Linked DNA regions of Mus musculus: all the other regions are linked to region 6. The links are chromatin contacts, called in public ChIA-PET, HiChIP or PLAC-seq and Micro-C maps. All regions are on one chromosome and are shown on one strand. Each heading gives the region's core, a stretch centred on a gene start, on an enhancer-like site or on the middle of the called end of the contact. The rest is flanking DNA. Distances are from core to core; before and after follow the strand shown.

Evidence for each region. A called contact is a pair of places that touch in the nucleus more often than the background predicts. ChIA-PET counts read pairs in DNA pulled down with a chosen protein or histone mark. HiChIP or PLAC-seq counts read pairs in DNA pulled down with a chosen protein or histone mark.
Region 1: a contact with region 6 is called in an RNA polymerase II ChIA-PET map of memory CD8 T cells, with 9 read pairs. The contact joins the enhancer-like site here to the promoter of Ppp1r9b in region 6. A contact is called at or near these places in 1 of 484 Hi-C or Micro-C datasets (the G1E-ER4 cell line), 3 of 115 datasets of contacts at active chromatin or transcription factors (double positive thymocytes, memory CD8 T cells and pancreatic cancer cells) and 1 of 9 other capture datasets (adipose tissue).
Region 2: a contact with region 6 is called in a Micro-C map of embryonic stem cells, with 2.8 times the contacts expected there. The contact joins the promoter of Slc35b1 here to the promoter of Ppp1r9b in region 6. A contact is called at or near these places in 2 of 484 Hi-C or Micro-C datasets (embryonic stem cells and uterus), 2 of 115 datasets of contacts at active chromatin or transcription factors (effector CD8 T cells and extraembryonic endoderm stem cells) and 2 of 9 other capture datasets (adipose tissue and liver).
Region 3: a contact with region 6 is called in an RNA polymerase II ChIA-PET map of memory CD8 T cells, with 38 read pairs. The contact joins the promoter of Lrrc59 here to the promoter of Ppp1r9b in region 6. A contact is called at or near these places in 4 of 115 datasets of contacts at active chromatin or transcription factors (the 230-238 cell line, bone marrow-derived macrophages, memory CD8 T cells and 1 more).
Region 4: a contact with region 6 is called in a FOXA1 HiChIP or PLAC-seq map of pancreatic cancer cells. The contact joins the promoter of Acsf2 here to the promoter of Ppp1r9b in region 6. A contact is called at or near these places in 5 of 115 datasets of contacts at active chromatin or transcription factors (the 230-238 cell line, bone marrow-derived dendritic cells, bone marrow-derived macrophages and 2 more).
Region 5: a Micro-C map of embryonic stem cells shows a contact between it and region 6, with 4 times the contacts expected there. The contact joins the enhancer-like site here to the promoter of Ppp1r9b in region 6. A contact is called at or near these places in 1 of 484 Hi-C or Micro-C datasets (embryonic stem cells) and 2 of 115 datasets of contacts at active chromatin or transcription factors (bone marrow-derived macrophages and memory CD8 T cells).
Region 7: a FOXA1 HiChIP or PLAC-seq map of pancreatic cancer cells shows a contact between it and region 6. The contact joins the promoter of Epn3 here to the promoter of Ppp1r9b in region 6.

Annotation. Positions count from the first base shown.
Region 1 is chr11:95,365,077-95,369,094 of GRCm38.p6, forward strand. All of the region lies in intron 2 of Fam117a (family with sequence similarity 117, member A), which reads left to right. Among named protein-coding and RNA genes, the nearest start is that of Slc35b1, 18 kb to the right of the region's middle. Within about 2 kb of position 1,370, at least 136 of the 459 cell types and tissues checked have an H3K27ac peak or open chromatin away from gene starts, as enhancers often do. A contact at or near this core is called in adipose tissue, double positive thymocytes and memory CD8 T cells, where this site is marked.
Region 2 is chr11:95,382,076-95,386,180 of GRCm38.p6, forward strand. It overlaps Slc35b1 (solute carrier family 35, member B1), which reads left to right and starts at 2,781. Exons shown (of 9, transcript NM_016752.3): 1 at 2,781-3,038; 2 at 3,726-3,829. The coding sequence starts at 2,935.
Region 3 is chr11:94,628,239-94,632,025 of GRCm38.p6, forward strand. It overlaps Lrrc59 (leucine rich repeat containing 59), which reads left to right and starts at 1,539. Exons shown (of 7, transcript NM_133807.2): 1 at 1,539-1,871. The coding sequence starts at 1,767.
Region 4 is chr11:94,599,773-94,604,093 of GRCm38.p6, forward strand. It overlaps Acsf2 (acyl-CoA synthetase family member 2), which reads right to left and starts at 2,014. Exons shown (of 16, transcript NM_153807.2): 1 at 1,871-2,014. The coding sequence starts at 1,998.
Region 5 is chr11:94,578,436-94,582,160 of GRCm38.p6, forward strand. All of the region lies in intron 1 of Acsf2 (acyl-CoA synthetase family member 2), which reads right to left. Among named protein-coding and RNA genes, the nearest start is that of Chad, 15 kb to the left of the region's middle. Within about 2 kb of position 2,051, at least 10 of the 459 cell types and tissues checked have an H3K27ac peak or open chromatin away from gene starts, as enhancers often do. A contact at or near this core is called in embryonic stem cells, where this site is marked.
Region 6 is chr11:94,989,055-94,993,119 of GRCm38.p6, forward strand. It overlaps Ppp1r9b (protein phosphatase 1, regulatory subunit 9B), which reads left to right and starts at 2,158. Exons shown (of 10, transcript NM_172261.3): 1 at 2,158-3,864. The coding sequence starts at 2,494.
Region 7 is chr11:94,497,490-94,501,795 of GRCm38.p6, forward strand. It overlaps Epn3 (epsin 3), which reads right to left and starts at 2,485. Exons shown (of 10, transcript NM_027984.3): 1 at 2,204-2,485. Gm51873 (a long non-coding RNA gene) reads left to right here and starts at 1,551. Exons shown (of 2, transcript XR_003949592.1): 1 at 1,551-2,640; 2 at 3,909-4,306. Mycbpap (MYCBP associated protein) reads right to left here. Exons shown (of 19, transcript NM_170671.2): 19 at 3,858-4,031. The coding sequence ends at 3,930.

The sequences.
Region 1 (4,018 bases), core at 120-2,619, 380 kb after region 6:
GCTCCTTTCTTTTTATGAGATCCACTTTCAAATGTGTCTAATGAACATTTGAACACCCTCTCCTTTCCAATGGTTACAAGATTTGGTTTCTTTGAGCCTGGTTTCCAGTTGCCTGAAGGCCCGAGAACAGACAACCAAGGGATGTCATGGGGCTGATGTCTGGCAAAGTCTAGAGGAGCAAGAGTCTTCCAGAAATGCCCCTTGTTGTATCAAAAAGAATTGAAACAAGGTTAAAGCAGTAAGGTGATATCAATGGCCAGTCCTCTGTAGAAGTGCAGGAAGGAGGTGAAGGGGAGCAGGCGCTCTCCGGGAGCCTGCACTGGTCTCCCTTTATCCTTAGATAAGGAGACAGGGGCATGCTTCATCCCTCGTGAGCCTGGCAGTACACACTCCTTTCTCTATGGCTCAGGCCAGATAATGTAGTAAATCACGGAGGGCTTCCTGCAGGGGTGGACCTTGATGTTGCTTCAAGTAGGTGGATGCATGAGCATCTTGCTTTGCTAGACATCAGGCAGCGTATCCCTACCTCGGTCATTTCCTGTTTGCCAGCCTCTGTCCAGTGGCTGTCCTATTTCTCATGGAGCTTTCTCTCTGTCACCCCAGGCAGGGCTGGCCTCAGACATTCTCTGGCCAAGTTGGAGTGGCCTGGGTTCTGAGCTGCGTGTTTTTGCTTCGGCTTCCAGCTGCAGGCCAGATCTTTTATATAACAAGTCTGGGCTCCTTGCCACAGCGAGACAGAGGTCAGCGATGTGCCTCCATGGGTCTGGCAAGGCCCAGCCCTCGAGCTTTCCTCTTTCCCGGGATGGGCTCCAGCCCTCGCTCGAGGAACTCTTAGCAACCTGTCAATATTGTGGCTGCAGGCAAGAGGTGGGAGGATTCTGATCGGTGTAAGCATCCAACCCCAAGTATGTGCTCTGCCCATCTCCCAGGCCTGCTCTTCAGGGAAGTTTCTGCTCCTAGGCTTGGGTTCCACTCAAATTACTGCTTGAGGCTCCTGTGCCTGGTACAAGCTGCCACATTTAGCACTGGCATTACACTGTGAAAGCTTTAGGCTCAACTGCCATCTCCCCAGAAGGCCTTGTGCATCCCTTCTGAACAGCGAGAGATCACCCAGGAGGATGGATGAAATTTTCAGGAAATGTGGAGAAGGGAAAGGGGAGTGGGGAATCTAGATCTATTAAGGTCTTTGAAAGCATGCCTCTGTGTGTGTGTGTATGTGTGTGTGTGTGTCCGTCCGTCTGTCTGTCTGTCTGTCTGGTTGGTTTGCTTGTTGGGTTGTAATGCTGGAGATAGATAGAGCTTAGGGCTTCAGGCAGGCAAGGCAAGTGCTTGTGCTCTGCCACTGAGCTACATCCTGAGTTCATTAAAAGCCTTTCAGCTGTTAGGAGTGGATGGATGCCAGACCTTTCCCAGTCGCTTTGAGCAAGCCAGCTATTCCTACCCTGCCCCTCACTCGCACCCTTTCTCTCTAGCCATAGCAGTGAAACATTCCGTGGTCTGCTTCATCCAGCCTAATGGCAGGTACTTGTTACTGTTCTCCTGGGTGCCTAACCTCCCTGTGTTAGAGGCTATGCCATTGCTGACACTCCCAGGAATGTGCTTTTCAGTTACAGCTGAGGCTAAGCAGCTCTTTCCCAGAACCTCCCCTAGAGGGCTTTGCTCCTTCCAAGCCAGTGTCAGAGCTAGGCCTCAGACCCAGAGCACCTGCCTTTAGAGAGCTGGGCGTGCTGTGTGCTCCAGGCCTGTTAGTGCATAGGGCAGAAGAGATTGAAGAGTGCTCAGCACTTGGGTCTATGGCAATGCTATGATCCCAGGATCCCCTTCCTGGCCATGTTCCATGTTTTCAGTCAAGTACAAGTCAATGTTCAGACAACCGTAGACTGAGTAGGAGCAAGGCTCCTCACATATGAGGGAAGAGGAACAAAAACAGCTATTCTGGAAAGGAGGAAGGGGTGTAACCGGGACACCTGGGGAGGGGCCACGGCTTCGATGCTTGTATCTTTTTCAATGTTGGGGATGGAACCCAGGGCCTGCACATGCTAGCCAGATGCTGTACTTCTGAGCTAGACTTCCAGCTGGCTTGCTTTGAGCCAAGAGGGCCAATGTGAAAGGTGTGAACAGGTGTTTCCAGCAGTGGCTTCCTGAGACAGGGCCAGCGAGAGCTAGGGAGTCACTCCCCCCAGCACCACTTCCTGTGGCATCTCCATCTTCTGCAGGAAGTCCTGTGTCTGAGAGAAGTTTTTCAGAATTGTCTCAGTTTATTTGAGTGTGTTTTCTCTTCTGTGGCCCACCCTTCCTCCAGGCCATCTGGGAACCCAGAGCTGGCCACCAAGTGCTTTAAGTTGGCCTCTCCTAGTGGCTGTGCCCTGGCCAGGGCTCGTGATGGCAGCACATGCCAGTGGCTGTGGTTACCTCTATCCCTTCTTACTGGGCAAAGTATATGAGCCTTGTACTCTTCTGGAGGGAGGAAGTGGGCTTCCCACAGCCGGGATGACTGTTTGAGCAAAGTTCCCCAGCTGGTGGCATCCTTCCCACAGAAGGGACCTCGGGTACCTCCCCTGCCTGGCTCCACTCACACTCGCTTCTTTCCATCCCCATTTCTGCTTAATTGTGGGGAAACCTCTGTGATCCCCACTCCTGCTCCCATTTACCTCTGACTTTTCTTTAGTCTTAAGTTCTTACCAGACGTCATCAGGGAGCATCCCAAAGGCCGGAGGCTGAGCAGCCTCCTGGCTGGAGAGGACTTCCTTTCTGTCTTTCCTGCATCAGGGGCAGGGGTCCTGCCTTTCCCTGAGCTGCTGCCTCAGTGTTCCCTGATGGCACATGACCCAGTGTGACCGTCACAGACCTTTAAAAAATTGTTTTGTTTTTTGTTTGTTTTTGTTTTTGTGGGCATAAGGGCTTGGGCACAGAGCCTGTTTTCCAAACTAGTGTCCAAGACCAGTGGGTCAGTGCATGGTTTGACAATACAACAAATACTTAAATGTGGCCATGATGGAAAATCTGAGGGTTATCCAGTCACTGCTAAGGTAGAAATGGCAGCTTTGGCCACCTGCAGCCATAGTTCTGGTGCTGGCCAGTGGTGCTGGCCTCCGAGCCTTTTTGTTTGGTCAAAGTCCTAATGGACTGGCTTCCTTCTGAACTGAGCTCAGCACCTGCCCTCTGACATATATATATATATATATATATATATATATATATATATATCCCCAGTCAGGTCCTGGGCTGCTCTTTACTTCTGACAGGTACAGTGTGGGTATGTTCCCAGGCCCCAGCCCGGCTCTGCGCATGGAGCATGCCCAGGAGCCAAGGTTACTGGAGACACTGAGGGCCTGGACTCTTCCCCTCCTGGTCATGACCTCCAGGTAGAAACTTAGCTGGGTTGGAGACCAAGAAAGCCATCCCAGTGTGGAGGGCCCATCCTCCTTGCTTTGGCTGCTCTGTTGGCTCTGTGGGAAGCTGTCTTCCTCTTCCATGCCCATCTATCCCTCCACATGCTGCCCTGGAATCTTATAATCCCTGGCAAGACAATCGTCCTCTACCCATGCATGCACGGTTTTGTACAGCAGCTGCAGACCTGCCGCTCACTCATGGTTAGTAATCTTACCCCACCCTCCCTCGCTCCCTTAGCCAGGGTGTGGAGAAAGTCCATTCTAGTGCATGAGTCCCCTGACAAGCATGGACTTTTGGTCCCCTATGCCCAGACTCTCCTCCACACGAAGGGGCGTCTAGCATGACTATTTACACTGCTGCCCCACAGCTTGGCCTGACTCTATCCTGGTGACCTCCTTGAAGTAGATCTTAGCTGTGACTTTACTGTTCCCCAAGGAGACCATGACCAAGGCCTTTGTAGTGAGGCTCAGAAAGGAGGATCCTGAGCAATCTGGGGTACATTTCCCCCACTTGACATATCCACTGCAGCTAGAAAGGCAGAAAGCTGGACCTTTGTACCTGCCCGGCTTGACAGTACTCACACCAGCCTGTAAACAGCTTTCAGTAGTGGTTGGCTTCTCTTAGC
Region 2 (4,105 bases), core at 1,531-4,030, 390 kb after region 6:
CTGCAAGTGGACATGGAAGTCACTAGGGAAGCGGCCCATTCTAATAAGAGTCCCCCAAAAGCTCCTGAGCGTCAGTGGACTTGAGAGAGAATGTGAATACAACTGAAGGGAGACAGTCTGGCATTTCAGGGACTCCTTGTACTTGCAGGGAAAATGAGACTAGGAAATGGCTTGTAGCTGGAGCAGCATTAAGGCAGTAGCTACCATGCCTATCTGTGTGCCAGTGAGTACCCAAGGCAAGAGTGTGCAGCCTTGGACACAGAAACCATCCTTGTCCTTTCATAGCCTCTCAGATGTAAGAGCTCTTAGATGTTTGAGCAAAGTGGGAATCACCATCCCAACATTCTGTTAGTGCGTGGAACTTATGAAGCATTTCAGCAAAAGGCATTTCCATTCTACTGGGGGGAATACAGTGGTGCAATCATATCTGTCTCAGAAGACTTCAGGAACGCCCACCCCCCATCCCCCGAGCGCAGGTCAGGCTATCCCAAGTACTATCACCAGCAAACCAAATGAGAAGATGTAAGAGAATGTCATTGAAAATATGACAACCGGGCTGGTGAGATGGCTCAGTGGGTAAGAGCACCCAACTGCTCTTCCGAAGGTCCGCAGTTCAAATCCCAGCAACCACATGGTGGCTCACAACCATCCGAGATCTGACTCCCTCTTCTGGAATGTCTGAAGACAGCTACAGTGTACTTACATATAAATAAATAAAATCTTTTAAAAAAAAAAAAAAAAAAAAAAAAGAAAATATGACAACCGTTGGGGTGAGAGAAGAACCATTCTGTGAGTGAAGGAATATCCAAACAGCTTTTTCTAAAAAGACTGTACCAAGTCAGGGAGTAAGGATTGGCACCCTGACCCACTTCACAGCTGGTGCTTCCTAACCAAAGAACCCCCCTGCTGGTTATCACCATTGATCTCACCTGAGGAGACTCAGCCAGGTGGTGGCGGCGGCAACCGCACACATCTTTAATTCCAGCACTTAGGAGGCAGAGGCAGGTGGAGCTCTTGAGTTCAAGGCCAGCCTGTCTACAGAGAGTTCCAGGACAGCCAGTGAAATCCTGTCTTGGAAAAAAATAAAAAACACATGGGGAAACTCAACCCAGGTCAAGTGAATTGTTTGAGGTCCCAGTTGGAAAATAAAAGGCAGAAGTGGAATCCAGACTCACTGTTTGGTTCCCTGGAAGTGTCTGTCTGCTGATTCACTAGAATAAACCAAAGGCCAAGAAAGTAAACGTATAGTGACTCCCAGAAGGAGACACCAGGAAAGGGACAGACCCTATTTTCTCTTAGTCCTCCTAGCCTTGAAAGATGTCTGGCTTGTCCCCAAAGCCTTAGTGAGTCAGGTCCCCAGTGATGGGTGTGGTGCTGCCTGCCTTTCCTTCCTTTGCCTGAGGACGTGCCAAAGGAGCAAGCCTGCTTAGAGGAAAGCAACCCAAGACCCACAACTGCTTGACAATTGGGACTGTTATTAGGTAGGGGACTTGGTGACCTGGTGTTAAGTCTTGCTTTTGCAATTCTAGCAAAGCAGGTGAAGACCCAACTGTTAAATCAGGGAGAAGTCCATGGATGAGACCAAAAATAGGAAGAGGTGTGGTGTGGTGTGGTGTGGTGTGGTGTGTGTGTGTGTGTGTGTGTGTTGCTTCATTGGAGAGTTGGAAGGTCTTGAAGAAAATTTACTTAAGAAGTTGGAAGGGAGCCAGGCAGTGGTGGCGCACTCCTTTAATCCCAGCACTTGGGAGGCTGAGGCAGGCAGATTTCTGAGTTCGAGGTCAGCCAGGTCTACAGAGTGAGTTCCAGGACAGCCAGGGCTACACAGAGAAACCTGTCTCGAAAAACCAAAAAAAAAAAAAAAAAAAAAAAAACACTCGGAAGGGAGGTAAAGAGAAAAGGATTGTAAATTCAACATTATTCTACATAGCAGATTCGAGGACAGCCTGCGCTACATGTGATTATGTCTTTTGTTGTTTTTTAAAAGGCATTTCAATAAATTGAATTTTTCACCTCGAAGAGGTGAGGAAATACGATTAGAGTTGAGAAAATATGATGACTAATACTCCAAACTTGCACAGCACACTTAACAGTTTATAAAACACTTTGGTAAACCTTAGCTCATTTAATCCTCACACCGTTCAATGAGTGACAGGGTGGTTATTACTAATTACCCCTCGTTTGCAGAGCGAGAAAACTGTAGCTCGGAATTTAAGCAACACGTGATGTGCTGCCTCTAAGTGATAAGAGCCCTGACCTATCACAGAGCCTGCCCGGTGGCTCCCTGCCCAAAGAAGAGGACCTGGACTTCTTAGCCAGGTCTTGAACACAGGGTAGACAGGGTTGGAGTCGCTAACGTTGGGCAGCGGCTAGAGGGCGCTACGGCTCTATGAAGCGTTCTTGGCGTTAGGACCCAGCCGAGGCCTGACAGCCAACTGCAAAAAAAAAAAAAAGCCTTTAATTCTCTTCTGGCCTCACCGCCTCTTTCTCCGCCCATCTGTCTATTTTCGCTCTGCGGAGCCAATTGATAACATCCACATACTTATACGTCATCACTATACGCCGCGTAATCGCCTAGGCCTCCCCACCGAGCTCCAGCTTGTAGATGTCCTCGGCGTTGCCTGATCGGAAAAACCTAAAAGAGGAGACAATAACCTCGATATGGCTGGCTTTCCTGGCCACCAGGAATGGAGCCAAGATCTTAAAGCCTTCCTTCTTTCCTAGAACGCTCCTGCCGGGGCAGGAGGCATTTCCCTCTCGGAAGCTCTGAGCTGGCATATCTGGAGGTAGCTGCTCCGGCCTACGAGCCGGCGGTCGCACGCAGCTCCTATGAGGTCCCTGCCGCCGGCCGGCGATGTCCGCCTGGAGCTTTCGCCTTCGCCGCCGGTACCGCTACCTGCTCTGAACGGATCTTCGGCCGACTCGTCCGTGCGTCTCATGGCCGCTAGTAGATCCCTGGTGCCTGATCGGCTGCGCCTGCCGCTCTGCTTCTTGGGTGTCTTTGTCTGCTATTTCTACTATGGGATCCTGCAGGAGAAGATGTGAGCAGACCCTTGAGGGGGCAGGACTCCTAGCATCCCCCAGCCAGGGCCGGAATTCAGTCTCCACCATCCATTTTACGGTCTAGTCTTCAGGCTTCCTGTGTCTGGTACAGGGTTTTCTCTTCTCCGGCTCGGCCCTCTGACCTTTTTTTGCACCCTGCTATTATACATTGCTAGCTGAGCATCCTTGTAATTCTAAAATTTCAGGGCCGGCCTCTGGAGTTTTAGAACGCGATTTTTTTTTTCCCTTTAGATATTTTTACTTTTGTTGATTCCAAGAGTGCTCCGTGACCTGAGCCAGGTCTTATTTTATTTTATTTTTAGAAAGCCCCGAGGTGTTTGCAGACCGTTAATCTTCTTGCTCTGGGTCTTGCCTTTTTTTTTTTTTTTTCTCCTACGGGGGATACTTTTGTTCAGCTGTCTTGACTTTTTTTTTTTCTCCTACCTGTGTCCTTTACGGATATTTTTTCCTTAGGCTATGGTAGCAGTAGGTTGGCGTCTACTGTTTAGACTTAGTTTTTAGGCTTAAATCAAATCGTCTCCTTTGGGTAAATGAGCTCAGTAATCCTTCCTAACTCTAACTACACCCACAAAAGCATGATACTTCCAAAGCTCTCAGTGGATCTGAACATACTTGATGCCACCGAGTAGCACACACTAATTGCTTTTTTATGTGTTTCGTCTTAGCACAAGAGGGAAGTATGGAGAAGGACCCAAACAGGAGACATTCACCTTTGCCTTAACTTTGGTTTTCATCCAGTGTGTGATCAATGCTATGTTTGCCAAGATCTGTGAGTACCTCATAGTAATTTGTTGGGCTCACTCTCCTTCCTCCCATATTCTGGGCATAGACGTGGATTCATCTTTAAAAATCAAAGTTTTCCCTACCTCCACACCCTTGAGTATTTAAACAGCTTCTCTACAGACTGTAAAACCAATGGCTGTGAAATGAGATTAAAATATTAGGCCTCTAAATTATACCAACTTTTTAGTTGGAGACGACTGGGCCGTCTATATTCCAAATCCCCATTGAAAGCCCTTAGAACATTTTCCCCTTTATCCCTTTG
Region 3 (3,787 bases), core at 289-2,788, 360 kb before region 6:
TGGTCTTCCCACACATCCCCGTCCCATGTTGTAGGATCCCATTCTTTGCCAATTAGAGCCCTTACTTTAACTGTCGACACACTCTGAGGCTGAGACTTGAATTTTCTCTGTAGTTCAGCCAACCTTACAATGAGAGTTTCTGTTTGATTTTCTGCAACTTGAGCTCTATTGCTACAAGAGAGAAGATTCTCCTCAAGGACACACTTAGCAACTTTTAGATCGTTTACTTGTGTCTGGAGCCTTTCGATTTTATCACACAACTCCTTCCTTTCATTCATCATTTTTTCCACAGATACTAAGAGCAGCCAGCCAGTAAAATCATTTTTCGATTTTTTCCCCATCTTGTAGAAAGCTTTGTGCACTGAATCACCTAATTCATTAAGAAAATCAAGGGCATTAGCTTCTTTAAGTTCGGAATATAGTTTCAACCATGGGTCTTCAAAATTCTCTGAGCTCCCAGGAGGGAGAGAATCTGGAGAGGTTTCAATATTTGAAAGTGCTGGTGGATCAACAAGCCAATTCCAGTATTTTAAAAGATTCATCCTTGTACTTCTGTTACTCTAGAACCACTCCTGGTACCAACTTCTGTATTAGTCAGGGTTCTCTAGAGTCACAGAACTTATGGATAATCTCTAAATAGTAAAGGAATTTATTGATGACTTACAGTCGGCAGCCGAATTCCCAACAATTGTTCAGTCGCAGCTGTGAATGGAAGTCCAAGGATCTAGCAGTTACTCAGTCTCACGCAGCAAGCAGGCAAAGGAGCAAGAGCAAGAGCTAGACTCCCTTCTTCCAATGTCCTTATATTGTCTCCAGCAAAAGGTGTAGCCCAGATTAAAGGTGTGTTCCACCACACCTTTAATCCCAGATGAAAGGCATAGCCCAGATTAAAGGTGTGTTCCTTAACTCGGAGATTCAATCTTCTGGAATCCATAGCCACTATGGCTCAAGATCTTCAAACCAAGATCCAGATAAGGATCTCCAAGCCTCCAGATAAGGGTCACTGGTGAGCCTTCCAATTCCGGATTGTAGTTCATTCCAAATATTGTCAAGTTGACAACCAGGAATAGCCACTACAGACAGGTTCTTGCTATGTAGCCCTGCATGGCCTGGAACTTGTTATGTAGACCAGGCAGGCCTCTAATTGGTAGGGATCTTTCATGTGCTGAGATTAAAGGGCTGGAGAGAAGAGGGCTGAAGACTGAAGCCGAAAAGGAAGAGGAAGTTTACAGTAACCGTAAATTCGGAAGAAAGCTAGGAGAAATTTTGGAGGATACCCTCAGAGTTGGCTCCTATTTCAGAGTATAGGGATGATCTTATGAGGGATGCAAACACAGGTCATGGAAAGTGCAGTTTCTGTCCTTTCGGGCTCCAGATGCCTCCGGACTGCCACGTCTAGCAACTCAGCTCCTCCCGGCGGAGGTGGCGCCCCGCAGATGCAGTTTGCCAGCCTGGACGGCAGAGGGCGCGCCGGTACACGCTCGGGCCTCTCTGGCCCAGCCCATCTCAGTGGCCGCGGAAGGTGACGTGGACACGGAAGTGGTCGTCGTCGCGGCGGCACCGGTGGGAGCGGGGCCCTGGGCTGGGAGTGCGGCGGGCGAGCGGACGGGCGGCGGAGGCCTCGCAGCGGCGGCGGAGGCGACGGCGGCTTAAGGCGCAGGCGTGGTCCGTTGGGTGTGAGTCCGCCGAGCCCACGAGCGGCCCCTCATCCCTCTCTCCTGCCCGTCGGAAACCGGGAGCCAGGGACCCGCTTAGCCGGCGTCATCATGACCAAGGCCGGTAGCAAGGGCGGGAACCTCCGCGACAAGCTGGACGGCAATGAGCTGGACCTGAGCCTCAGCGACCTGAATGAAGTCCCCGTCAAGGAGCTGGTCAGTACGACCCCACGAGCCTCGGGAGCCCACCTACTCCTGACGCCGGCCCCACGCGGGCAGGCCCCTCTCTTAAGCCTCAGTTTCCCGTTCTTTAAAAAACTAGGTCTCCTGGGAGGCTGCGGTCGGTCCCAGTATTCTTATTGCGGTGCACACGTGTCACTTTGGCACAGTTCCAGGAGATAGGGTCGCTCTAGCTACCCGATCCTGGGCTTTTTCGGGGCCAGTAATGAATTTGTCCTGGTTTTGGGGAGCTCTCAACAAGGTCCGGCTTCGTGCTGGGCCTTAGAGTGGAAAGCCGCGGGAAGGGTTGCTGGATGTGTTTCGAGGATGAATGAATGACCGGGTCCCGGGAAGTAGGCCTCCAGATAGACCTGGGTGTGGCGCCGAACCCAGCTTTTTCCTGAGAAGCCTGCAATCCCAGCTGGCTTTCGCAGCTTGGGGGCGGCTCTCCTTGAAGAAAGTGAAATCTCTTTGCAGGACTGGCAAAGGTTCTCATCCCAGCTGCTCTGAAACTGTCCGGAATGGCGCCACACCCTCCATCTCCCTCCACTCCCAATCCCATTTGGAAGCCTGAGGCCCTAGGGACAGCACACACTTAATTTGCTGCCAACATAGAGCAACATCCTCGATCAGTGCTTACCCAGCTCTGCGCTCCCTAGCTCTAACGTCTCATGTTAGCTTCACTTTGGATGACCTACACTTTTCTTATTGCCATTAAGGGATTATACTTGGCCTTGGCAATTGGCCGAATCCCCACCCCCACCCCCTTTGTGGCTGTGTAGTATGGTGGTTTGAATGGCATGCCCAGTTCACTTCCCAGCTCCCGTTGCTCAATAGCTCGATGTCCTTGGCAAGCTAACCAGCCAACCTTTGTGTCTAGATTTCCTCATTTGTAAGATGGTGTTAATGGTTCTGGTCTCGTACACTTAGGGGGGTTAAAATCATAAGACAAGCCGGGCCTGGTGGGGACGCCTTTAATCCCAGAGCTCGGGAGGCAGAGGCAGGTGGATTTCTGAGTTTGAGGCCAGCCTGGTCTACAGAGTGAGTTCCAGGACAGCCAGGGCTATACAGAGAAACCCTGTCTAGAAAAACCAAAAAAAAAAAAAAAAAAAAATCATAAGACAAAGAATTGGAAGGTAGCTGGTGTTTTCCCTGCTCTGGTACCCGGAACTTCTTTACACGTAAAGTGGTCAGACGTACCTCTGAGATTTGGACCTGGGACCCTTGACTGCATGTCCACCGTCCTTCTCCAGAAGACGGCCACATGTACTTGAGCCTGGCCCGAGGAAAGCTATCTGGAACCCCTTCACCACAGGCATGTGGTCATTATAGTGCTGTCCTTGGGGTGAAGAAAGGGTCGGTTCTGCAGAGCCTCTCTAGTCCTGGACACCACTGAGAACTAGAGACGGGCTATGAGGGCCTTCTCTCTTGTTCTGTAGCCAGGGCCCTCCCCAGAGCAGGTACTCAGTACCAACACATGTTGGTGGTCAGAGACCTGAACAAATGAGTAAATTAAACCCCAGTGCTTTACTAGACCCAGTTCCTGCCCTGAAACCAAATAACGGGGCACTAGAGAAAACGTGAAGTGCCCAAGGAGCTTGAGAAGGTTGGGTTTCCTTGGACACTCTATAGTCAAGCTCCTCACCCCCACCCCCCAACCCCCCTTCCCAGTCTTCCCTATATCTTTGTTGACTGGCTTTTTTCTTAAACCCAAGAACATTATACTTTCGTGCCTTTCTTCCTCCTCAGGGCGTTATTGTGAAGCAGAAGTTAGATATGGTATCCTCTTGTCTTCTGAAAACTAGGGTCACAGCATGTGCCACCCTGCCCCCCCCCCCTTATTGTTTTTAAAGGCCTTTGCTAATTGTGGTAATTGTGGGAACATTCTCTGGAAAATGCTTCATTAGCAGATG
Region 4 (4,321 bases), core at 764-3,263, 390 kb before region 6:
AATGGTAAGGTAGAGAGAGATAAAGGAAAACACATTTATCAGTTGCCTTCACCTGCACTTAAAACACAAGTGAGGGCTGGAGAGATGGCTCAGCGGTTAAGAGCACCGACAGCTCTGCCAGAGGTCCTGAGTTCAAATCCCAGCAACCATATGGTGGCTCACAACCACCTATAATGGGATCCGATGCACTCTTTTGGTGTGTGTCTGAAGACAGCTGCAGTGTACTCATATTAAAAAACAAACAGCCGGGCGTGGTGGCGCACGCCTTTAATCCCAGCACTTGGGAGGCAGAGGAAGGTGGATTTCTGAGTTCAAGGCCAGCCTGGTCTACAGAGTGAGTTCCAGGACAGCCAGGGCTACACAGAGAAACTCTGTCTCGAAAAAACCTCCCCCAAAAGAAAGAAAGAAAAGAAAGAAAGAAGGAAAGAAAGAAAGAAAGGAAGGAAGGAAGGAAGGAAGGAAGGAAGGAAGGAAGGAAAAACAAAAACAAAAATCACATGTGCATGGAGCCATGAGCCCCTAGGTCTCCTCAGGAAAGAAGGCAGAGGGATGTTAAAGCACTTCACAGGAGCTGAACATGTACTAACATCAGTGTTAGAGTGCTAATTCACATACATACATACATACACACACACACACACACACACACACACACACACACACACACACACCAGTTTGTTTCTTAATTCTCAGAAGGCACTTAGCTCTCAGAACCTGAGAGTTCCAGCCAAAAAGACATCTTCCAACTTGTCCGTCCAACTTCTTCTCAGGGGGGCTGTCTTTTGATTGGGTGCACAGGGTTTATCTGTTTAGCCCCAACTGTCCTGGAATTTACTTCATAGGCCAAGCTGGCCTTGAACTCAGAAACCCTGGCTCTGCCTTAAAGGTACACACCACTACTCTCATCGGCCTTAGTAGTGTCTTTTAAACTTAGTAGTGTTTTCTGAGACATATTCCTCTTTCTGCCGTGCCTCCACTATTCCTTTCCAAGACCACAGCCTGCACAATAATACGGACAACAGGCTTAGTAGTTTGCCCTTCCGTGCGGTAGAGCAGGATAGGCGATGTGCATACCTACTGGACGCAGAGGATACCACCATTCACCTTGTTGCACAGCCAACTCTCCCAGCTTGGCCTTTCCCCAGCAAGCTCCTGCAGTCCCCTCCGTGTCTGGTCATATTAGATTTATTCAGCCAACTCTCTCCTGCCAACCCCTTTCCCAGATCTTGCACTGAAGACAGATGAAAAAATGGGCCCAGAAGTGGTAATGACTGAAAGGAGGAAGGAAGCCGGGCAGTGGTGGTACAGGTCTTTAGTCTCTGCACTCAGAAGGCAGAGTCAGGCAGATCTCTGTGATTTCAAGGCTAGCCTGGTGTACAGAGCGAGTTTCAGGACAACCACAGCTACAGAGAGAACCCTGCTCCAAAAAGTAGAGGAGGTGGTGGAGGAAAAGAAGGAAGGAAAAGAAAACAAAGGAAGGAAAGATCTGTTATACTCAGTGCCCTGTGGACCCCCAAACGGTCCCCACATTTTTCACGGGAGTTAATACAGCTGAGAGAATGCCCTAGCAGTATTCAGCTCTATTCCTCGGGTGTACTGTTAAAAAGCCTCCACTCCTGGCTCTGTGTACCACATGGGACGCATACAGAATTCTGAACTAGAATTTGAACTCAGCCTGGGACTCCTGTGGCTATGAGCAGCAGCCCCAGATCCCGGGCAGGCCTGGCTTTTCCCTTTGCCTAGGTGGTAGGGTAGTGTGTGTGAGGGCTACCCAGAGTGGGGTCAGCCCCTGCCAAGCACTGCAGAACTCCCAAGTTCCCTTCTCGGGACTGCCCAGCCCCCTCTCTTTTCGGAATGCTGCTCGGGGTACCTGAGAGCGCGGACACTCTGCAACTTCGAGTTCGGCCGAGGGCGAGAGAGCAGCGTCCGGGGGCCCCGCGCCCCCAGGCTCGCGATACACAGCCTCCCGAAGCGCAGCATCCCGTGATAGACAGCCATGGCTCGCTTCCGCCGCGGGTCCGGGCCGGGAGTAAACTTTGAAAGTGAACGAGGCGAGGGTAATTAAGAAGCGGACGGGGAGGCGGGAGGGTCGCTCTGCCTATGGGGTGAGGAGGACTGGGTCCCCGCGGGGCGGGGCGGGGCGGGGCGAGGAGAGGCCGGGAAGTGGCGACTCGGTCCTGGCCACCTTTGCGTGGGAACTGCAGCCCTTCAAGCCCGCCCTCGAAGTCCCGCCCTTGTCCCCCCTCCCCCTCCCGGGGCTCCCAAGACCGGCTCTGCAGCACAATACAGGGCCTTCCTGCAATCATCACTCTAACTTTGGAGGGCCTAAGAGTTTCATAAACGGGAAAACAATCAACAGTCTATATAGAGCCAGATGACAATGCCTGGACTGGTTGGTCCCACGTGCCCAGTAGGGCTTGGGTCACGTGGGGACTTCCTGGGTGCTGAGCTACAGGCCAAAGGAATCTGCCCCGAGTGCCCCTGAGGCCTGCCAACTGGAGCAGAGGGCCTCTGGGGAGAGGAAAGGTAGTTGGGACCTACCGCTCTGATGGGTAAACCCCTCTGTATTCGGAGACCTCCGGGGACCAAGGTGCTAGTCTGGCCAGAGGCTAAGAGTCAGCTTTACTTCGACCTTGCATCCTCCCCACGACTCTGAGAAGAGTACCAGGTAGACAAGATTAGGTGGCATCAGGGACGCGTCTGTTGTATCCTACCTTCCCTCTTTCTGCTCTAGCCTGAAGCCTTAAACACAATTTCCTCAGCTGCTCCCCTAGGCTCCAAAGGACCCTGACTTTGTGACTCAACCCTCTAGCTGTGCCCTTAGGAATGTATTCTAACGTCATCCAAGGAGGATGGGTGACAAGATCTACAAGAGGTGAGTGCTCAGGCTGTGCGCTGGGTGTCCAAAGATGAGTACACTAGTCCTCCACTTTCTAGCTCCTCGTTGTCCTGAACGATCTGGGAAAGAAGAGAAGAAAGGCCCCCGGCCGGGTGGCTTCCCTTCTCCTGACTTGGAATGAAGAAAGCCAGGCAGAGGAACAGTTGGCGGAGGGTGGAGGTTAGCCTGGTGAACCTTTGCCTTGATCTGGTTCAGCTGGGGTCATGACTAATACAGCTACTCCTTCTCTGATCTCCAGAGTGACCAGATATCTCTCTCTTTCTCTCCCTCTCCCTCTCCCTCTGACAGCTTTTTGGAAAGAATCTGTGTTCCGTTGGAGAACAAGTCAAGAGGAGAGACTTTGAAAAGCTGGGCTTGAAACGGCATGATGCCCTCCAAATCAAATGTATACAGTGGTTTCAGACAGCCAGGCCCAGGGAGTGAAGGGTGCTGACTGGTATCCCAAGTTCAGGAGCCAAGCCCTGCCTTGAAGGCTTGGTGGATGACCCTGGACAAATCGTTGATTCCTTCTAGATAAATAATTGTCCTGGCAAAGTGAAGGGTACATTCTGGTCCCCGGGACCCTTTCTCTTCCTGACTAGTCTCTGAGTGAGTCTTGGGGGGAAGGGAAGATAAGCCATTCTGCCTGTCCTATGGGCTAGCCTGGGGAAGCCTTTATCGCCTTCCCCTTGTTTCTCTGACTCAGAAATGGACTCATAGACCTGCATGATTCCAGCCAGGGCAATAAAGGTAGGAGAATCAGGAACTCAAAGTCATCTTCAGCTACACAGGGAGTCTGTGGCCACCCTAGGGAGAAAAAAAAGAGACAGACAGACAGACAGACAGACAGAGAAAGGGGCTCTAATGTCAACATGAAGTAGCTTTTTTTTTTTTTTTTTTTGAGACAGGGTCTCATATAGCTCAGGCTGACCTCATCTGTATAAATCTTAGCATGACCTTGAACTTTGATCCTCCTGCCTCCTTTTGTCTTCTGGAATTACAGACTTGCACCACTGTGGCCAATCTTATGTGATTTGTTCGTGCACACCATACGTGCACACAATGGAGATCAGAAGACAACTTGTTGAAGTTGGTCTCTCCTTACACTGTGTGAGTCCAGGGATTGAACTCAGGTCATTACGCTTGGCAGGAAGCACCCTTACCCACCGAACCATCTCCTGGGCTCCTACTGTTGCTATTTTTTGGAGACAAGGTATCATGAAGCCCAGGCTGGCTTCAAACTTACTAAGTAACTGATGTTGGTCTTGAACTCCTGATCCTCCTGCCTCCTGCTCCAAAGTGCTGAGATTATAAATCTGTCAACATGTTCTCCTGTGTCCAAAAAATCTAATCACAGTGAAACAAGTATAATGCCTCTAGCCATAGAAATTGTCTTAGCTGAAATGATAAAGGGGGTGGTGGAGGAGAAGGAAGAAGGTAGAG
Region 5 (3,725 bases), core at 801-3,300, 410 kb before region 6:
ACAACAGACAAAACAAACAACCGACTCCTCAAAAAAAAAAAAAGCATTTAAAGTTGGGTGGTGGTGGTGGTGGTGAAGCCTCTAATTCCAGCAGAGTCAGGAGGATCTCTGTGAGCTCCAGGCCAGACTGGTCTGGAAAGCCAGGCCTGGTTCACAGAAAGGTCCTGTGTCAATAAAATTAAAAAAGAAAAAAAAAAGCATTTGAAGGCTGGAAAGATGGCTCAGTGATTAAGAACACTGACTGCTCTTCCGAAGGTCCTGAGTTCAAACCCCAGCAACCACATGGTGGCTCACAACCATCCGTAATGAGATTTGATACCCTGTTCTGGTGCATCTGAAGACAGCTACAGTGTACTTACATATAATAAATAAATAAATCGTGTAAAAAAAAAAAGCATTTGAAAAAAAAATCCGGAAACCTCTAAAAATCAAGAACAGGGGCTACAGAAATGGCTTAGTGACTAAGAACACAGACTGCTCTTTTAGAGTCTCCAGGTTCAATTCCCCAGCCCCGACACAGTGGCTGACTGACAACTGTCTGTAACTCCAGTCCAAAGCATCTGATGCCCTCTTCTGGCCTCTGATGGTGCACACATATCTGTGCAGGTGAAATATCTAAACACATAAAGTAAAATTAAATAAAATCTCAAAAACAAAAGAAGAGGGAAAGAACACTGATACATTAAGTATTCTAATAATTACAAAAGGGGGTGTGGCTACCGTAGATAGAGTACTTGCCTGACCTTCAATGAAGACTGGGGTTAGCTCCCTAGAACCAGACGGAAGGATGAATGCTTACTAAGTAATTAATTTTCTGTTATTTGCTATGTGGATGACAGATTTTTGACTGCGGTGCCTTCCTTAGAGACTCATTGGACCTAACCACTGGCCTCAATATACACCTATATCTGAGCTGACGGACACCTTGACACTGGAAGTGATGGCCAAGCTACTGGGCTCTGTCAGTATTTCCCTACACTGAAGATTGAGAACTTAAGTTGAGACAGGACCACACATATCGGTGAGCTAATTTCTGAAGCCAGGTTGGACGATTTGTGCCACCTCCAGTATGCAACTGTCCAAATGCCTGTTCACCAATTTAAAAAAAAAAAGATTTATAGTGACTTATTGCTCGTAAGTTCACATAGGAAGGACAGCAAAAGTCTTAATGAGCCGGGCAGTGGTGGCACACGCCTTTAATCCTAGCACTTGGGAGGCAGAGGCAGGCAGACTTCTGAGTTCGAGGCCAGCCTGGTCTACAGAGTGAGTTCCAGGACAGCCAGGGCTACACAGAGAAACCCTGCCTCGAAAAACAAAACAAACAAACAAAAACAAAAAGAAAGAAAAAATATTTTAATGACTGAACCAGATAATTTGAATGAATCTTATAAAAATAATGATAAATAAAAGACATTAGGATCAGGTATGGTGGTGTGCCTTAGTCCCAGAACTCAGGAGGTAGAAGAAAATGAGACAGGCTAGGAAGACTAGGAAAAGAAAGGACCATGGGAAAGGAAAGGGATGTGACATCCCGGAGTGTGGCTTGCTAGAATCTGAAATCTCTCCCTTGCTAGTAGTTGAAATTTTCATCACAATTAACAATACACTTAACAATTAACACTACAATCTGGTCTACAGAGCGAATTCCAGGACAGCCAGGGATACAAGGAGAAACTCGGTCTTGGCTTGGTGGGGTGGTGGTGGTGGTATAGGGTAGATTGCTCATGTGAAGAAAATACTCTTTTTTTTTTTTTTTTTTTTTGCAGAGATATCTGAAGTAAAAGTGGTAGAGCAGCAAAGTGCATGCATGAAATGAAGGAACATATGACCTTTGAATTTAACCTTATCTCTTTCCTGGCTGCTGTAGATGGCTCTCAGGGGCTCTCACAAACAAGGTTATTACCTTGTTAACAGTAAAAACAACTCTACTCTCTTGTGATCTTGTATAGCAAGGATTCCATAGACTTTGTGACCTATGGAGCCACCCTCTTACCTCACTTATTGAAAAGGTTTAAGGAAAAAAAATTCCTTAGAAACCCTTTGAACAATGGAATGCAGAAGTCACCAAAATCTAGCTGGGTGTGGTGGTGCCTGGCGGTCCTCATCCCAGCACCGAGGAAGTAGAAGCCAGGAGTTCAAGGTCATCGTCAGCCACACACCAAAGTTTAATAGAAGAGGCTCTGTCACAAACTCTCTTTAATAAACATCACTCACTGCCTAGTGAGAGCTTTCTGCTAGCCTGGGTTACATAGAGAATTCAGAGATAGCCTGGGGTTCGTAGTCCAACCTGTACTCAAGAAACAAAAACAGTGCTTTAGCTAAGTGATAAAACACTGGCTTGGTGTGCAAAGGCGTAAGTTTGATCCCCAGTACCTCATAGATAGATTGATAGATTGATTGATAGATAGATAGATAGATAGATAGATAGATAGATAGATAGATAGATATTCACCCAGGCATGTGAGGCTGTAATTTCAGTACACCGAAGGCATCAAGAGTTTGAGGCCAACCTGGGCTACACAGCAAGATCCCATCTCAACACAAACAAAACTTAAAGGCAAGTAAAATTAAAAACAAAGAAATGCTGAAGAGATGTCTCGGGTTAAGAGTGTCTCATGCTCCTGCAGGGGATTGGGACTTAAAAGGAAGAGGTTAGGAGAGAAGGGAGGGAGGGGAAGGGAGGGAGACAGGGGGTGGGCACAGCGTAGGGAGTGGTGGCGCACATCTATGATCTAGTAAGAGGTGTTTGTTTAGAAGTTACTTTTGCTAATAACCTTTGACTCCGGACCACAGGAAAGCCTGGCACCTCTGCCTTCCCTTTTCACCTGTCCCCTTCACTTTGTGACAACCTGCTTACCTCTGCTCCTGCCAAAGTGTCTACCTAGAAAGCAGAGATAAAAGTATCTCATTTCCCTTCAAGGTTGAAGTCACAAAGGTTCTCATCTACTAAACCTAGTAGGGCCTGAGGCAGGACAAATCCCAGACAAGATACCATTTCAAAGGTAGAGAAGCTATAAAATGGAGCAGGTGTGTGTGTGTGTGTGTGTGTGTGTGTGTGTGTGTGTGTGCACGAGAGCGCGCACACGCTCACACTTGCTCACACATCTCTGCGGATGCTTGTGCCACAGTGCACATGTGACCTATGGAGATCCGAGGACGGTGGCCCCTTCCTTCCCATCTTATCTTAAGGTAAGGCATGCAGCCCAGCTTTTCCATGAGCTATCAACCTACTATTTTGTAGGACTCAGATTCATTCTCTCTTGCTATCAACAATAGATCTTGCTTCCTCCCAGGGCTATAGGTGAAGAGCAGAGCTACACCACAGCCAGGAATTCTTAATCACCAACACCACCTGCTCACAGTCCTGACTTTTCAAGTCTGACACTCATGTCACTACCCCAAAGATGGCCACATTGACTATATTTCCTATGTAGAAATTTGGGTTGGGTGGGTGAACGTGGCTTGTTGGAGTGGCTAGTGGAAAGCTTTGTCCTAAAAGTTCTAATTATTTGGGAGCCTGAGGCAGGAGGACTGAAGTTCAAGACCAGCATCTACATCATCCCTCCCTCCCTCCTTCCCTTTCTTGGTCTTTCAACGTCATTCAGCCTGGCCTGAAACGCCTGTCTCAAAACAATAACAACAAAAGAAAATGGAGGGCTGGCGAGATGGCTCAGTGGGTAAGATCACTGACTGCTCTTCTAAAGGTCCTGAGTTCAAATCCCAGC
Region 6 (4,065 bases), core at 908-3,407:
GGCAATGGGGTGAGCAGAAGGGCATCGCCCAACCACTGCAGAGGGAGCTGGGGATGTAAAACAGTTGCTAAAATGCTTGCTGAGCAAGAAGGAAGCCCTCGGTTGGAGTAACTGCTCAAGCCTGTAATTCCAGCACTCAGGAGGTGGCGGCAGTTGGATCAGAAAAGTTCAAGGTCATCCTTGACTAAGTATTTAGTTCGAAGCCAGCACAGGATACTGCAGGCCCTTTCTCAAAAAACAAGCCACTGACTGCCGTAGCCGGGTTAGGGTGAAGGGCTCAAGCCCCAGACTTGAATTTGAGAACATGTCCTAAAGCTTGTTCATGAAAGATGGGTCAGGAGGGGAGACGGAACCTGGATGGCTTCTTTACCCTGCACAGATCCCCAAACGCAGAACTGGGGAGGGGTAAGTCTCCTGCCCACTGTGCAAAAATGCAGGGGGCATCCGAAAGCCTGAGATTTGGGTTCATCTCCGGCTCCAGATGAGAGCCAAAAAATCTTCCCTCTCCTGGCACACTACTCTAGGGAGCCAGTCCAGTGGTTCTTGGCTCCTCCCCATCCCAATCTTCAGGGTTCCCAGGCGGTTTCCCCACGTCCCATCCCCCCCATGCACAGAGCTCTTTCGCACGTGCCATGGGTTAGTGTCCCACAAAACCCACACACGGAGAACGGAAGGGTAGAGGGTTCCCTCTATGAGCTGGGCCAGGCCAACCGGAGAGAGTGAGAAAACGGGAAGAGGAGGAAGAGGATGGAGGGGAAGAGGGCGGGGGAGGAGGCAGAGGCCGCAGGAAGGCCTGAGATGCAGGAAGCAGCTGGGGAGAGGGGGGAGGCTTTGTGCCTGAGTTGTTTTCTGGGTCCTAGTGTCCACCCTGTTCAGTTCCTGGGAATCTACCAACGACTGGAGGAGCTACACATCTAGACCTGACTGAATATTGGACGGATCCTCACTGCTAGATTGGGGAAGGATAACGGGCATAACAAGGCCCCTTGTTGTGTATGTGAGGAATGAAGGAGCTCTAAAGAAGCTGAGTTTTCAAGGTGGGATTTGTAGGGTACACACACACACAAACACGCTTGCACACAAGTGACCAGAATCCTCTAAGTCTGAGACCCAACGTAGAACTCTCAATAGGGAAACTTTAGCCCTGGGACTCTAGAATCATTCCTTCCAACCTCCCCCAACACCTTACAAACCTTCCTGTTTCAGAGATCTTTTCTGGCAGGTTATGAAGGCCAGGATTCTATACCTCTCCCCAAAGGGGTAGGTGAACAACGTCATTTTAAGACTTCCCAAGGCAAAAAAGCATCTTTGGTAATCTCCTGCCATATGGGTGATGTAACCCCCAACCCTGTCCCTTTCTTCATTTCTCCTCCGGACAGAGCACCACAAAGATTGCTGGGCCCAAGTTTTACATTCTGAAAGATGAAAAAAAAAAAATTCCTATGGGGAATTGTTAAAATGAAGAATCCCAGGTTCCGCCTCTGAGATTCCCCTTCACCTTTGGGAAGGAGCTAGAAATTATGTACTTTGATCTAGCACCCAAAAGTTTTGTTGCTGGTACCCCTGAACACTCTAAGGACCTTTAGAGAAATGATTAAGGGCCCTCCCCACAGAACCCCTTCACTTTGTGGGAGGAGAAGGCCAGTTCCTGCTGTGGCTGGATGGCTCCCCGCCCCCAGGGTTAAATGAGGGGACGCCTAAGTGGATTGTGAAAAGCCGAGTTTGGGATGGGAGGGCTGAAGAAGAATAGCCAAGGTCGGTGAAGCTGCGGAAGGCTGTCCGCCAACTATGAGTAGGAGAGACCAGGCGACAGGGTGGAAGGGAAGGGGAGGGCTCACAGGCTCCGGCCCCGGAAATCCGATCCCTTTAGGACCCAGTGGTACCAGTCCCCCAGCGGCGGCGGCGAGAAGGGCAGCCGCTCGGTCTCCGGCAGCCGCGGTTCGGGCAGAGCTAGAGAAAGACCGAGGCTCGGGGCGCGGGGGGGAGGGAGGGAGGGAGGGAGGCGCGGCGGAGCGGCCCGGGTCAGCGGAGCAGCCACGGGCGCGGGGATGCCGGGCACCCCGAGAGCCAAGGCCCCCGGCCGGAGTAGGGGGCGCCTGCGCCGCCAGCGCCGCTGACACCGCCTCGGAGGATGTGAGCCGGTGCCGTGGCCGCTGCTTCGCGGGCTGGGCGCGCGGTCCCAGCAGCTCCAGCCAGCCTCCGCTTCTTCAATTTGGGTGGGGGCGACCGCACCAGGCCGCTAGAGCTTTCGAAGGGGGCTGGCTGTCTTTGGCAGCTTGGTTGGGGGAGGCGACCCACACAGGGCGCTCGGAGATTTTTTTTTTTTAAAGCAGGGTTAACTGTTTTTTGGCAGCTTGGTTTCTGGGGGACTCTATAGAAGGCCTTTCGGGATTTCTTTCTTTGGGGGGAGGGGGCGGTGGTCCCGACTTGGCCAGCCGCCTGCTGGAGGGGGGCAGCGGGGAGCAGGGGGATGCGAACCCGGCTCCCCCAACCATGATGAAGACGGAGCCTCGGGGGCCCGGGGGTCCCCTCCGGAGCGCCTCCCCGCACCGCAGCGCCTACGAAGCGGGCATCCAGGCACTAAAGCCTCCCGATGCACCCGGGCCCGACGAGGCACCCAAGGCGGCCCACCATAAGAAATATGGCTCCAACGTCCACCGCATCAAAAGTATGTTCCTGCAGATGGGCACCACCGCGGGGCCGCCGGGTGAGGCAGGCGGAGGCGCAGGCATGGCCGAGGCCCCACGGGCGTCCGATCGCGGGGTGCGCCTGTCCCTGCCGCGGGCCAGCAGCCTGAACGAGAACGTAGACCACAGTGCCCTGCTCAAGCTGGGCACCAGTGTGTCGGAGCGCGTGAGCCGCTTCGACTCCAAGCCCGCGCCCTCGGCGCAGCCCGCTCCTCCGCCGCACCCGCCGTCCCGGCTGCAGGAGACGCGGAAGCTGTTCGAACGGAGCGTCCCCGCGGCCTCGGGTGGCGACAAGGAGGCCGTGGCGCGGCGGCTGCTGAGGCAGGAGCGCGCCGGCCTGCAGGACCGGAAGCTGGACGTCGTGGTGCGCTTTAACGGCAGCACCGAGGCGCTGGACAAGCTGGATGCTGACGCCGTGTCGCCGACGGTCAGCCAGCTCAGTGCGGTCTTCGAGAAAGCCGACTCGAGGACCGGCCTTCACCGTGCACCCGGCCCCCCTCGGGCAGCCGGGGCGCCCCAGGTCAACTCGAAGCTGGTCACTAAGCGGTCCCGGGTGTTCCAGCCACCGCCGCCGCCTCCCGCCCCGTCGGGGGATGGCGCGACCGAGAAGGAGCGTGGCCCCGGAGGGCAGCAGCCCCCACAGCACCGGGTGGCCCCTGCCCGACCTCCGCCTAAGCCGCGGGAGGTGCGCAAGATCAAGCCGGTGGAGGTTGAAGAAAGTGGGGAGTCTGAGGCCGAGTCGGCTCCCGGGGAAGTGATCCAGGCCGAGGTGACGGTCCATGCAGCCTTGGAGAATGGCAGCACCCCGGCCACCACAGCCAGCCCTGCACCCGAGGAACCCAAGGCCGAAGCGGTCCCCGAGGAGGAGGCGGCGGCGTCAGTGGCGACGCTAGAGAGGGGGGTGGACAATGGCCGGGCCCCGGACATGGCACCTGAGGAGGTGGATGAATCCAAGAAGGAGGACTTCTCGGAAGCGGACTTGGTGGATGTGAGCGCCTACAGTGGACTCGGGGAGGACTCTGGGGGCAGTGCCCTGGAGGAGGACGATGAAGAAGACGAAGAGGACGGGGAGCCCCCCTATGAGCCGGAGTCAGGGTGTGTGGAGATTCCCGGGCTCTCAGAGGAAGAGGACCCGGCCCCGAGCCGGAAGATCCATTTCAGCACCGCACCGATCCAAGTGAGTGACCCCCCTTGGGCCCCCCGAGCTGCCCTTGCCACGTGCGTGTGGTCGCTCCCGCCCAGACATCCGTGTTTGGCAGGCTGAGTCAGCCCCTGCCACCCAGCCGGGTTCCCAGAAGTTCCCACAATGAGGGAGGCGTGGGGGAACTTCCAGCTGTTTGTCAGAGTGGGAAGGTTTTCAGGTCTGTGATTGTGAAGG
Region 7 (4,306 bases), core at 1,235-3,734, 490 kb before region 6:
AACACCTAGGTCTCCTTGAGACTAATTCAATACTTATTGCTGTTGTCACCTAGTTTGCTAATTAATTCATCTAATTACTTGTCTTGGAACCACCTTTTCGGGCAGAATGGAAGTTCCCTGAGGGCAGGGGCAGTCCAAGCAAACTACCAAGACCTCAGGCATACACAAGACCTCTGATAGCCTAATGGAGGCCGACTCAGGAGAATCAGTCACATGTCTTTCCACAGCCTCAGAAACCAAAGAAGAGTAATACCCCCCCACCCCCGTGGGACTTACCAGAAACCCAAAGTGGGAGCCCTCTGCCAGCACATGGCACTAATATAGTTTTACACATGAATACATTTGTATACACACACACACATAGAAGCTGGATCAGCAAAAACTCCCCTTTCTCCATGACCTCCCCACCTCCTGTCAGCCATAGATAGGTATGATACCTTCCCCAGATCACCCTCCAGTCCCTACTGTTGGGCCTTAGCTGTCCCAGCCTCCTGAACAGAGAGGGGGACATAGGAAGTTTGCCCTTACAGCACCCACAAGTGAAAGATCAGCTCAGTTCAAAGTACCCACAAGTCTTCACAGGTCCCAGTCTTGAGCCAAAGGATGGAATTGTGTGGAAATCAGATCCCCACTGGCCCATAGTGTTGCCTACCTTCCGTCTTTCTGTCTTTCTGTCCGGCTGGCCTTCTGTGGGAATGCCACAGCCACAACTTGTTAAACTCCTGCCCTCCCCCTTACTAATGACTCAGGCCTGTGCTCACCTCCCCAGTGGGAGGGCGGGCTGGCAGCAGCAGAGTCAAGACGGGGAATAATTGTGCACGAAGCCCGCCCTGGTTGGTGTACATGCTCCTCCCTGCTGGCCGCTGGAATTGGCAGAACCAGTCAGATCAGACATCCTGACTCCACCAGAGCCCTACCTGGGCCTGGCTTCCTAGGCCTTCCTACTTTGCCAGGGTGAATACAGCCAGCCTCCATGGAAAAGGGACCTTTTGTGTAGGCTCCATGGCCCTTCCTGGATTTTTCTCCTAGGAGCAAGGTGGACATTGTGGACACACCTTTGCTGGACTTGGGGGGAAAGGAAGGGATCAGAGGCACAAGAAGATGCCTGAGCCTCCTCCACCCTAGCCTGTCATAGACTCTGATGGTGTTTCACCCAGTAGGGACACAGTAAGGAGGAAGAAAGCCAGGGTGAGGTCCCAGAGCATGCCTGAAGCTGAAGTTGAGAGGGAAGGAAGGCGGGAGGCGGGCGCGGCTGGGAGCCCTGCCAGCGGTGTTACAAGCAGAAGGTTTTATCGAACACAATATGCCCGGGAATAAAAGGGAGTGAAACACAAACCCAGCTGCGGCAGCGGCAACGGCAGCCCTGGGCAGCCGGTATGGAATTACTGCAGTGACCTTGAGCCAGACCCTGCCAGGTGGAGGGAAGGACATTGAGAAGCCAGGACCTGGGGAGGCTGCTTCAGAAATGGAAAGAAGGCAGGAGGGTACTCCAGCGGAGTGCACAGGCTAGTCAGGAAGTGGGGGGGGGGCGGGGGGGGCTAGAGTGTAGACTCCCACCTACACACAGGTTCCCAAAGAGATTCGGAGCAGTGGGATCTCTCAGGACACAAATCCAGAAGGGTGCCAGAGTGGGGGATGGAGAGATTCCTAAAAGTCAGCACTGAAGAAGCAGATGGCATCCCCAGGGTGGAGGTTCAGAGAGATGGAAAGAACCAATCACATGCACGGGAATTTGACAAAGTCTGTGTGCACCCCATCAGCCAGCACCCCTCCCCATCTTCTGTCCCCATCAGCTCCAGAGTAAGCAATGGGGGAGTGGCAGTGTCCTTCCTGCTGCTCAGGGAATGGGGGACTGGATATTCCCTAGCCCTAGGTTGTGTGGCTTCATCAGACCTGAGTTGGCTGTGTCCCAGGGAGCAGTGGACTAAAGGGTCATTCTGAGGTTAAAGGTGTAAATACAGAGATGTGCCAGGATCTGGGAGAAACGCTATCAGGAATCTCCAGATGGCCCTGCGCCCCTTTTCTGGGGGTAACAGGAAGGTAGAGAAGTTGCAGGTTAGAAGCCTCCCGGTACTCCACAGCCCTTGCCTTACTCTCTAGAGGTTGGGAAAGAGACTAAGTCCTGAGCCCACTCTAGCCCCCACCCCCACCCCCCAACCCCGCCTTCATGCAGGGCGCCACCGCGGCGCGGGAGGGAGCTTACCTCCAGAGTGGGCTCCCTCGCCCCAGCCCCCGCAGCCTCTGCAGTGACCCTCTGACTTGTATGGGGATGGCACAGCTTCAGGAGCAGCCCCAGAGCCATCCACCATAAACCCTGGTCGCGGGAGCTCTACCTTGGACCGAAAGGCACAGAGCTCTCTCTCGGAAGGACCGCAGGGTCCCCCCAGCGGGTGGCCGCTCAGACTCTCGCGGCTGCCTCCTCGACTCCTGCCGGCCAGCACTCTCGGGAGGAAAGTTGTTCAGCTGGCCAGGCAGGTCTGCCTCAGCAGTAACAGGACACAGGATGACGGGCGGGCGGGCGTGTTTAACCCCTTCCTGCTGTCTGCCGGGCGGTGCCTTCAGGGGAGGAGGCTGGCCTGTTTGTCAGCCGGTGACCCCAGAGGTTTACAGAGCTGGAGTTCATCCACTCCTACCCTTCAAGTGAGTTAACCTTTCCCCTACCTCCTCTGCTAGAAGTAGGTGAGGGTGGGAATGGAGGCCACTCCAATACCTATCCCAAGCCTTAACCCTCCTAGCCGGACGACATTAAAGCAGAAGACAGAACATTCCCTGGGGCTGGTCTTTACCTACTCCCAGCTGGCTTCCCCAGCCTCTCCAAGGGGCCTGAGGACTCTGCCTTTCCAACTCCCGGGAGGATCCTACCTGCCCTGAAGCTCGTTCCATAGCTTACATGCTTACATATGGGAGCTCAGTATGAATTCTAGCGTCCCTGGCTACTGGCTTCCCTCACTCCTCCACTGCTCCCAGAGACCCCCAGCCTAACCAGTTGTTTACAGTCGTTTCAACAGAAACCCCGGGATGATCTGAGCAGGCAGTGCGTGCTTTCCCAGCTGTTACCCTTCACCTACTACACAGTCCCACATTCCTTTGTTCCAGGAAGGAGTAGGAATTCTTCAAGCTGTTTTTGTTGTTTTGAAACGTTGTGGTCCCTCCTTCCCTTCCCCACCCCGACATTGCGCAGGCTGGCCTCAGAGTCATCATGCAGCTCAGGTTGATTTTGAACCCACAACCTTGCTGCTTCAGTGTCCCATAGCAGAAAAATGGTTCCAGGGCCAGATGAGTTGACTGGAGGAAGGGATCTAGCAGACCAGAGCCTCAAGTATTAACTTCTGGCTTAGGACAAGGATCCCCAAAGGGAATGAATGGGAAGAGGAAAACTGTACTTGTGAGAGTTTCTTGGAGTACAGCAAAGAGTTATGCCTTTGTGTTTCTTCAGATCTGGGGTGGGTGTGAGCTCAGCTCCAGTTCCTGCCGGGTTTAAAGAGCTTGACAGGTGCCATCTTTGCCATCTTGAAGGATGAGGAGGGTGCTGAAGTAGAAGCCTTCAGACAGTCAGGTCTCGCCATCTCTGCTTCTCTCCCTAGTCCCTCACTTGAGTTGGCTTCAGGAAGCACGGCCCTGAAAGTCTAGGCCTGAGGCAGGGAACTGCTATGAAAGGCCATCTTGTCCTGTCACCTGACTTCATTCCTTGCCCTGCCACCACCCACTAACTCTTCTGCTTATCCCTTAATCATCACCTCTCTGGTGTGTGTGGCTCTGAGAACTGCACATGTGAGCAGGTGGGATACAGGAGGTCCTAGACCTTCGCCTGATGCCGTTGAGATCCAGCATCCCCAGAGGCACGATGGAAATGGAAATGGTAGGAACCTAAAGATTCTTTATTGACTTTTTTCAAACCATCTTCCCAGGAGGAAGCTTGGGTCCAAGAATCAGCTGCAAAAACGTAAAGACTCTTCAACATTCTTTGTAGAGCTGAGCTCATCAGCCAGGACCATCACATCTGTCACCAGGTTGTCCAGCAACGCATAGACCTGGAAGAGAGGGATAGACATCAGAGGCCAAGGTTTGCTCGGTTTTGCAGGCTCCAATGTATCAGTCTTGCTAAGAGAGACGAGATGGAGAGAGAAACGCCAAAGTTGCTCCGAGACCTGCTGCACGTAATTGTTTTCAGATCTGGAGTGGGCCTGGGCTCAGTCCCAGTTCTGTATTGGTTTTCCGGAAGCCAACTCTCCTTCCTGTAAGATCATAGATCAACATACTGAAGCTTCCAAGACTGAGCCCTCTACTGCAGCTAGACCACACAGCC